2 separate regions of the Mus musculus genome follow, and region 1 is linked to region 2. The links are chromatin contacts, called in public ChIA-PET maps. All regions are on one chromosome and are shown on one strand. Each heading gives the region's core, a stretch centred on a gene start, on an enhancer-like site or on the middle of the called end of the contact. The rest is flanking DNA. Distances are from core to core; before and after follow the strand shown. Region 1 overlaps Ssc5d (scavenger receptor cysteine rich family, 5 domains). Region 2 holds the start of Leng8 (leukocyte receptor cluster (LRC) member 8).

What was found. ChIA-PET counts read pairs in DNA pulled down with a chosen protein or histone mark.
Region 1: an RNA polymerase II ChIA-PET map of memory CD8 T cells shows a contact between it and region 2, with 22 read pairs. The contact joins the enhancer-like site here to the promoter of Leng8 in region 2. A contact is called at or near these places in 1 of 39 promoter capture datasets (liver), 1 of 15 datasets of contacts at CTCF or cohesin (embryonic stem cells), 1 of 484 Hi-C or Micro-C datasets (CD4 T cells) and 2 of 115 datasets of contacts at active chromatin or transcription factors (double positive thymocytes and memory CD8 T cells).

The regions. Positions count from the first base shown.
Region 1 is chr7:4,944,810-4,949,904 of GRCm38.p6, reverse strand. Ssc5d (scavenger receptor cysteine rich family, 5 domains) reads right to left here. Exons shown (of 14, transcript NM_173008.3): 14 at 5,077-5,095. Among named protein-coding and RNA genes, the nearest start is that of Sbk2, 17 kb to the left of the region's middle. Within about 2 kb of position 1,339, at least 29 of the 459 cell types and tissues checked have an H3K27ac peak or open chromatin away from gene starts, as enhancers often do.
Region 2 is chr7:4,134,337-4,139,346 of GRCm38.p6, reverse strand. Leng8 (leukocyte receptor cluster (LRC) member 8) reads right to left here and starts at 1,867. Exons shown (of 16, transcript NM_001374609.1): 1 at 1,728-1,867; 2 at 559-651. The coding sequence starts at 596. D030047H15Rik (RIKEN cDNA D030047H15 gene) reads left to right here and starts at 2,421. Exons shown (of 3, transcript NR_033548.1): 1 at 2,421-2,786. Ttyh1 (tweety family member 1) reads right to left here. Exons shown (of 14, transcript NM_021324.6): 14 at 3,940-5,010.

The DNA of each region.
Region 1 (5,095 bases), core at 90-2,589, 810 kb before region 2:
AAACGATTGAAGAAGGCAGCAGGCATGGACTGCCAGCTTCCACGCATACATGAGTGTCCTCACGTCTATGCACACACATACAAAGGCCGCACACGCGTGCACACACATGGTCACAGCAGTGTTACCAGAGAGTGGAGACAACTCAAACATCTGACGAACCAATGCATGAACCCCGTGTGGCTCATCTGTGCATGGGAGGCTGCCAGGCCCGGTAGAGGAATGGACGGGGCACACACCCTCCCGAGGGTCACAGAAGCAGCTACAGGGGACCACAGGTGGCAACTGCAGCCACAGGAAATGTCTAGAACAGACGACGGCCTGTAGTAAGTCAGAAAGGAGCTGCTGAGGTAGCAGCTGAGGTCCTGAGGCTAAGACTGCTAAGAGCCATGGATTTCCACTTGTGGGGGTGGTGTGGGCAGAACACAGTCTTAGGTTAGATCACGATGAATACGACAGTTATCTTAATGTGCTCACGGCCAGGTGGCTGGAGAAGCGGCTCAGCAGTTAAGAACATTTGCTGACCTTGCAGAGGACCCGGGTCCAGAACCCATGTGGCAGCTCACAGCCACCGATAACTCCTGTTCCAGGGGATCTGATGCCTTCCTTCCTCAGGCTTCTGTGGGCAGCAGGCACACCCTCAGAATACAGACGCGCATGCAGGCAAAACACATACAAGCTGGGCAAGTGAGCTTCTGTGAGTTCAAGGTCAGGTTTTCTTTATCTCTCTGCCTCTCTCCCACCCCGCCCCCTCTTTGAGACAGGGTCTTACTATGTAGGCATGGGAGATCCACCTGGTGCTGGCATTAAAGGTGTATGCCACCTACTAGGAACTTAAAAAAAAAAAAAACAACAACAACTGCCCACTACCCATGCCTCTTGCAGGAAAGAAGGTCAAAACTCACAGCCAAATAGCCTAGTACAGAGAGACAAAAAGCCCAGTGGCCCTCTTCATAGGTAAGGTTTTTGTCCGTTTGTTTCTTTTTTAGGTTTTTGTTTGTTTGCTTGCTTGCTTGCTTGCTTGCTTGGTTTATTTGTTTTGAGACAGTCTTTTGTAAGCCAGGCTGACTTCAAACTTCCTATGCAGCCAAGAATGCCCTTCAACTTTTAATCTTCCTTCCTCTGTCCCCTAGGCCTGAGATTAAAGGCACACACCCACTAAACCCAATTTATGCAGTGTGGGGGATCAAACACAGGGCCTTGTGCAAGCAAGGCAAGCACTCTACCAATTGAGCCACATCCTCAGCCCCAGCTAACAAATGTTAACTACATGTGCTAAGATGTAGGGGGTTTTGACAGGTCTTAGAAGTGGCTTCCTGACCAACCTCGGAGGAGTCGACGCTGGATGTTTCGTGCCCGCAGTTCAGGGTGTGATGTTGCAATACAGACCCAGTGTTCTGAATAGGCTTCCTAGCACCGGGGTTTATCTGATCCATTCTTTAGAGTTTTCTCTGTCAATAGTCATAGCCCAGGTGGATCATGACAGATACACATCTTGCTTTATCTGACTGGAGACATTGTCTTTGCTCCTGCTTTGTGTGTGTGTGTGTGTGTGTGTGTGTGTGTGTGTGTGTGTGTGTGTGTGTGTGTGTTATATGTTTTGATGTGTATGTGTGGTGTGTTTTGATGTGTATGTGTGCATATGTGTGTGGTGTATGCTGTGATGTGTGTGTGTGTGTGTGTGTGTGTGTGTGTGTGTGTGTGTGTGTGTGTTTAGTGGAGCTCAAGTTTATAGTTTATCTACACCCATTGAGCTTGCTAGTTCTATGCAGCTACTGTTCTGGGCTTGTTGCAAGCTGGCAAGCAGACACAGAGCTCAGCTGTCCTGAGGGAGGTGTCGAGGGTCAGGGCCAGCAGCGGGTGGGGCTGGCTACCCATCCTGGCTGTGGGCCCTGGAGCCAGATGTTTGGGCTTAGCTGCTCAGCCAAACAAGGATAGGATGACTGAGTAATTAGGTACCCACTTGTTTGGGGCTAGCAGAAGGTATCCAGGGGTAAAGAGACCTTGGCTTAGAACACCCATCACACATCCACACACCTCTGGTTTGCAGAAAAGACAAAGACTGTCCCCCAAGTTGGGCTCTCTGGCAGATTCAGAGAGATGATCTGTAGCTAGGGTCCACCTGATCCCGACCAGGGATAGAGACAGCTGTCTTTCCAATCTGGGGTACTGCTCTATGACACTCTAACGAGCCAGGACAGGAAGGAGAAGGCAGCAGAAGCCCTATCCTCCCAAGTTTAGCTCTCAGTAGTTATTTAAGTCTTTGGCTTAATGAGATTTGAGGACCAGAGAGTTCCCTGCATATGCCTTTGCCTGTTGGCGGGACCAGAGTGTCCATCTATTAAGACCCCTGGGCATTATCCCATTCCCTGCCCAAATCAGTAACTGGACCCTACTGGCCTTTACAGGAGTGTAGGGGCGCCAGGCTCCATCACCTTCAGTAACCTCTGAGTCGTGATCTGGGAAGAGAAGGAGGGACTGGTTTCCTGGCCACAGTTTCAGGGGTCAGAACTGGAGTTAGAGGGGTGGAGTGTCTTCTAAGCTGGTCCTCAGTTTTCAGACCAGTAAGAAGAGGTGCAGATATAGGAAGGCACTGGTCACTAAGATGGGCGAGTCATAAAAGTCCTAATCTGGAACCCCAGGATGAGGTCAAAGAAGGGGCATGGCCATTGTTGTCCCAGGGCTGGGTTGCAGCTCTACTGTGTGGATTTGATGATGGGCTAGAGGGCCCTGAGTCCTTTCTGCAAAGCAGATTAAGACTCCTCCCTTGCAGGGCCGCAGTGATGTGGATGGGAAGTAGTTTTCAGGTGGTGCATGCCTGAAATCCCAGTCCTAAGGAGAGTACTCTCTTCTCTCTCTGTCTCTGTCTCTTTCTGTGTGTGTCTCTCTCTGTGTCTGTCTCTGTCTATCTGTCTGTCTCTGTCTCTCTCTCTTTATCTCTCTCTCTGTCTCTCTCTCTGTCTCTGTGTGTGTGTGTGTGTGTGTGTGACACACACACAGAGTTCACATGCTAGGCATAGAGAGCCATAGTTGTGTCTGGGATCACTTCTGTTTTTAAGGGTTTTTTCCATTAATTCATTTACTTTATTGGGGGTGCATATGGAGGTTAGGGAACAACTTATGAGAGTTGGTTCTCTCCTTCTATTATTTAGGTTCCAGGCACCAAACTCAGACCATCAGGGCTTACATAGCAAGTGTCTACCCACTGAGCCATCTCACTAGCCCTGGGTGCAGTCTTCATAAGTGGATCTGTACCACCTGGCATCTCTGCCTGTCCATGAACTGACTCAGTGGTAATCCTCATCCTGTGGGCTTAGTGTGATTAATATTCCCAATTTACAGAGGAGAAAACTGAGGCTCTGAGAAATGAACAAAAATTCCAGAGATATACAGGCTGCAAGACTAGACACAAGCCCAGTTGGTTCGATGTGGCCACATAATCCTATCTGAACTGGACATGAAATTCAGTTGGTAGAATGCTTGCCCAGTATACATGAAGCCTTAGGTGCAACCTTCAATGGTGCATATAACCAAGTATGATACTGTACATCTTCATTCCTAGCACTTGGGAGATGCAGACAAGAAGGTCAGAAGCTCGTGGGCATCCATGACACACTGAATGACATGCCAGATTAGGCTACATGCATGGAACCTTCTCTCAAAAGGGTCTGGAGGAGACAGATTTGGGTTGCCAATCAAGGCTGCTGCAGGGACTGGGGCACAAAACGGACAACAGATCAGTCACTCTCACCACGTACCCTGCAGAGCCTAAGCACGCTCAGAAATGTTCCCGTCCAGTCATCTCCACATGCCCATGAGACATACACTATTATTATCCCCGTTTATAGGTGGGGAACGGAGACTAAGAGGCTCAGTAGCTGGCTCAGGACTACCCCTAGCAAGGACTCCACCCGGCATCCAGGCTGAGAGTGCATCTCCTCCTCTGCTGAGCTGTGGTAACAGTACCCTCCCCAGCCAGTGTTAACGGAGATGGAATGACAGCCGGCTGCAGAGCCTCTAAACCAGCGGTTCTCAACCTGAGGGTCATCTTTCACAGGGGTCACACAAGACATCCCACATATCAGATGTTTATATTATGAGTTGTACCAGTAGCAAAATGACTGCTACGAAGTACCAACAAAAATTAATTTATGGTTGGGGGTCACCACAACGTGAGAAACTGTATTAAGTGGTTGTAGCATTAGGAAGGGTGAGAATTGCTTCAAACAGAGTCTGATACGGACACACCCCATAAGTGCTTGTCCATATGACGATGTTATCCCACCTATTTGGACTCATGAACTGTGTGCTCTGTCCTTAAAGCTGGGCACACCATGGCTGAGACAGCTTCCTGCCTCCACAGATTCATCAATGCCAGGACTGTCATAATGATCACCACTAGCATGATCAACATTAGCACCAGCATTGCTAGCACATCAGTGTCATCACGTCTCCGCCATTACCAACATCACCTCTTCATCACTACCACCATCACACTCACTGTGTTTCACCATAACCATCAATACCATCACCACTGTAATCACCACCATCCACAGTTCACCATCACCACCACCACCAATACCATCATCACTGTTATCAACGCCATCACCAGAGTCACCACAAAATTACTCCCCCACACCATCATAACCTTCACAACTAACATCACCATCACCATCCACACACAATCACGGCTTTCATCGGTAACACCGTGACCACCATCTTCATCATTATACCACAACACCACCACACCATCTTTGTCATCACGCTCATCGCCACTGACATCATCACACCATTATTGCCATCATCCCATCATCACAACCACCATGACCACCAACCACCATCACAGCATTGTGACCATCACCATGACCTTCACCATAAGCGCCATCCTGTCACTAACCATGATCCCTATCAACACCACTGTCACCCTGCCATCATCATCAATACCGTGAGCACATGACCATCAACTGCCATCACCTCACCATGATCTCCAACGCCATCACAGATGGCATTGACAAGTTAGGATCAGCATTGTAATTCTGTCCCTCCAGAGCCCCTGCTCCCCAGTAACAACACCCACACTTCGATTGTACATACGTTG
Region 2 (5,010 bases), core at 618-3,117:
CAAGGCTTGCATTCTAGAGCTAAACTCCCTACTCACCACAGCCCAAGCTGAAGGTGGCACATAGCATGTGCCAAGCAAACAGAAAGCTAACCAGTATGTACATAATTCTATACATGACCTACGACTTTAGGAGAACTCAGGTTTTTTACAAGCCAGTGAATTCTGACATGGCCAACAATGAAAAAAAAATTTAAAAAAAGAAAAGGGAAGGATCAGAAAGATATTAAGAGGGGGCTGGAGAGGTGGCTCAGTGCTTAAGAACATTTAGCAGTCTTGCAGATATCACTAAGCTCTGTTCCCAGCACCCATGTCGGATGGCTCAGAGCCACCTCTAACTCCAGCTCCAAGGGATCTGAGGCTTCTTCTGACCTTGACGAACATGGGTGACACACACTCACTCACACCCACATAAGCTCACATACATTAAAGGAAAGCTCAAAGGGGAAGCTTGCCCCTCCATCCTAGCCCCCACAATGAGCATTTTTCCCCCAAGCTGTGCAAGGACCCGTTGTGTCTTGTTCCTCTTGCAATGGGCTGTGTTCCCTTAGCCCTACTAACCAGTCTGCAGCACGCTGATCACCCACGTTGGCCGCCATCTGGACCTTGGGGTGTAGGGAATAGACCTCGGGAGCCAGGCTGCTTTTTAAATGTCTATAAGAAAAGAGATCAATTAGCCCCAAGAGAAGATAGGCTAGAAAGAGAGGGTATCTCATAGAAGGGAACACTGGCAAAGAATGGAAAGGAAAGCAAGTGTGGTGGCTCATGACCATAATGCCAGCAATCTTTTGGGAGTTCCAATACCCATCTGGGCTACAAGTTACAGTCCTGTCTCAAAAACAAACAGCTTAAAGAATCAGAATCAGTTCCTAGTGTGGAGTGAAGAGACCTGAGCATGAAAGGAAACACCTCCCTTGGAGGCCGAGACTAGCCTGTAGGATATGAAAATGAAAGACAAAGAAGCTGAGACTTGCATTACGAGTGTGGCTGTGAGGGAGACCTGACTCAAGTGGTGGATGCAGAAACCTCAGTCCTGGATAGGAAATCTAAAGATACTTCTACTACAGCAAGAGGAAGGCTCTCCAGTGACTGAAGTACTAGCTACAAAGAAGTTTGGGGAGAGGGAAGCCTTTGGGGATACTCTGAGGAGGAAGGAATTGAGACTGGGAGAACACTGGAGAATAGAGCAAAGTTTTCAAAGAAAAAGGTAAAGTATGGATATCCCGCTGAGCAGCCAGGTGAAGGTGCAGGAGACTCCTTCCTGTGAAGTCACTGCCTGGCAGCACCTACCAGACTCAGATCAATTACAGTCTCCAGACTTGTATGGGATGTTCCTAGGAGTGGGAGTTGGTTTGGGAGCAAACAAGTGGCAATTACTCAAGTAAGGTGTCTGCAGATAACAGAGGCCCACAACATTCTTAAACTATTAGGGGTGGGGTGGATAGTACCATAAGAAATAGGATGGGTTGAGCACCGTGCCAACAGGGCTGGAGCGGTCCAAACAACAGGATTTACAGAAAAGAAGCCTATTGGAGAAACTGAAACCCTTATAGGAAGCCTAAGGGGCACTGACAGGTCTCAAAGGCCTTTAAAAAACCCAATCCGTTGGGTGGTATCAAGGGGTCCTAACTAGGGATGCACAAAAGAGAGCCTCGTGTTCGTAACTGGTATTAGGAGTAAGGGGTCTGATTTACAGACGAGAACAACACGGACTGTAAGCTCAGAAGCACCTGGCTGTCCCGCAGGCATGGAGTCCACGACGCTAGGTGGAGGTTGAGGCCGCCCTGAACACAAGCGACCTCCCTTGTCCCCCGCGACCAGCCACCGGCCGGGCCGCGCTTGCGCACCACGCTGCGAGGGTGGCCTCTCTGGGTTGCCCTAGGCAACAGGAAGGCCAGCGTAACAGCGGGTCAATGGAGCCCGCAAGGGGTGCGTCTAGGGCACTAGGGACCGCAGGGTTCCCAGGGCCAGTAGCAGAGCGGACGCGGACGCGCACGCGCACGTAGGGGAGCCGCCCCCTCCCCCCCCCAGCGTACACCCGGCGCGCATGCGCAGAGGCGCTCCGGCGGCCACACCCTTCAAAGACGCAGGGCGCGGCGTCGGTTGGCCTTACCAAACAGGCCAGGGCTCGCGGAGCGCGGAGCCCGAAGGCGTCCCTGTGCTCGCCCGCCAGGCCTCCCACTACTACCCACACTCACTAGGACCGCTCGCTCCCGGGACTCGTTACCGGCGGTCCAAGGCAGCTTCAAGACAACCAAGACAGCGCTCAGTCACCGGCTGGCTCTAGTCTGGGGCTCGAACGTCCTGACCGTGGCGTGATGACGTTACCCGGACGTCTGTCCCCGCCCTGTGTCGCGCACAGCCAATAGACGTCACCGCTCGGCTTGAACCGCCCACCACACGTCTCGCGAACGCAGTCGCGTGTTGGCGTTTGTCAGCAAGCCGGAAGCTGGCCCTAGACGGTGGCCCCGTGGGGACAAGTACCTCCCAGCCTCTCGTGCGCGCTCACAACAGCTTAGTTTTGACTCAGCAGTCAATAGTCTCTCAGATGTAACGCATAGGGACAGGAGTTGTGAGGCTGCGCACTGCGCTAGGACGATTTAAAATAAATGAATATATAAGCGGGTGGAGGGAAATGGGATAAGGTGAATCCTCCCTTGGAAGGTTTATTTAGTGAGTAAAATTGGAAAGGCGCACCTGGCGTAGGGAACAGCGAGTGCGAACCAAAGGAAGCGGGAAACGCGTCGCTTGAGGAATGGGAGTAGCCACTGGACTGTGACGCTGGAAAGGTACCTTGTAGGGTGTTGGGATGGTGAGATCTGCTCGGAGTGGCAGCTAGCAGAACTGTATCTTTTAGGATCAGGATGGCCCTGGAACTCAGAAACCCGCCTCCCTCTTAATGGGATTAAGGTGTGGGCCGCCACTTAAAGCTCACTGTTTACAGTAGGAGTGATTGAATTATGCAGCCCAACTTGGGATCTCCCGTTAAAATAATTGATAAGACTACCTTCTTATCAATTATTGTTCATCAATTGACCAGTTTCCAGTCTCACATTGTACAAGCAACTTTTGGTAATTAAACAACACTTGGATAACTCTGTATCATTTGCTAGTGTTAGCTTGGTAGGTTTCTTCCCATCTCTTTTTTATAATGAACTTTTATTTTAGAATAAATTTTAAGTTTACAGAAATTACAAAAGTAATACAGGAATTGGGCACACTATGCCCAGTTTCCCCTATTGCTAGATTCCACACCTCAAATTCATTTGTTAAAAGTAAGAAATTGACATTGCTCTAATATTCTGAACTAAGCCGCAGATGTGGGCGCTTTTTCTCACTAATGTTTCCGGTGCGCCATAGCGTAACCCAGAGCATCATGTTGCATTTGTCTTGCTTTTTTACCCATCCTGTCAAGAGCTGTTTATTGGGTTTATGATGCCCATTTGCTTTACCACACAACTGAGGTTCAAAAAAACAAAACAAAAAGCCAAACCAAACTAAACCAAACCAAAACAACAACAACAACAACAAAAAAAAAAAAAAAAAAACTGGGCAGTGGTGGCCCACGCCTTTAATCCCAGCACTTGGGAGGAAGAGGCAGGTGGGTTTCTGAGTTCGAGGCCAGCCTTGTCTACAGAGTGAGTTCCAGGACAGCCAGGGCTACACAGAGAAACCCTGTCTTGAAAAACCAAAAAAAGAGGTTCAGTGAGTCAAATAACTTGCTTACATTAACACTGAGGTGCCAGGACTAGGACCCATAGGAATCCAAACCAGCATTGTGCAAGAACCAGGGATACCCCTGGTGCTTCTGTAGTCACTTGAGGACCCTGCTCTGCCATCTCCCCTACAGAGCTGCTGGTCTTTGGGAAGAGTCCCACTGTGGCAGATTAGTTTTGTCTCCAGCGTTTAACTGAGCCAGGGGTTGCTTGTTTATTTCTTTCTGGAAGCTGGTCCCTCAAAGGATTACCAGGATAAGAGATGCAGTTTTTATCCTCTCACATGTAAGCATATTTATGTTTGTTTATTTGTTTTGTTTATTATTATTTTCACATAGCTGGTGATTCACAGTCTCTGGGCAGCATATTTAGAGAACCTGTTCCCTGGGCCTCCAGACCAGCACCAGCCCACACTCCACTCTAAATCCCACAACAAATAGGTACTCGAAAGGGGAAAGTAGCACATTGTGTTTGCTAATCATTAGAATTTGAACACTTTAGTTGGGTGTGGTGATACACGCCGTCACACGCCGTTAATCTCCTCACTAGGGAGGCAGAGGCTGAGGCAGGCTCTTCTCTGTGAGTTCAAGGCCAGCCTGGTCTACAAAGAGAGTTCCAGGACAGCCCAGGGCTGTTTCACAGAGAAACCCTGTCTCCAAAACAACAACAACAAAGACAAAAAAGACAATTTTATCCATTTGTTTTGGGGTTTTTGTTTTTCTCAGTTACTTATTATTAAATTGAGGTCTTTTTTGTTAGATAATAGAAGCTTTTTGAATTATGTTTATGTATTAACCACGTTTTTCTTTGCCATGTATGCTATTTGTTTTTTAAACAAATGAGAACTACATACATATTGTTCCCCAGACAATAAATTTCCCTTTTGACTCTGCCATGTTTGTTTTTACTTGATAACTTATTGAGTGCCTCATCTTTTCCTGCCTGGATTTATAATATCTTCCTTAAACCTTCCCCCTTCATATCACCCTGGTGGCACTACAAGCAAATATTCTACTTTCTCTTCGAAGACTTCTGTCCCTATTCTGATACAAGCGTTGGTTTTCTGGAGTCTTGTGCTGGGTGTGAGCTGCTAGGAAGCAAGTTGATTCCACGCCTTTCCTAAACCCAGCAGGCTTTGTACATTCCACGGGACTGGAAGCTTGACTGTTCCTGTGGCTGCACGCCTGTTTAGATTTAGTGCTAGGCTTATTCTCTTCCGGTATCTGCTTCTTCCCCCTTGTCAGGATTCACATGTTACTTATAGAAGCAATGCAGTGCTGAGCCTGGACAAGAGGAG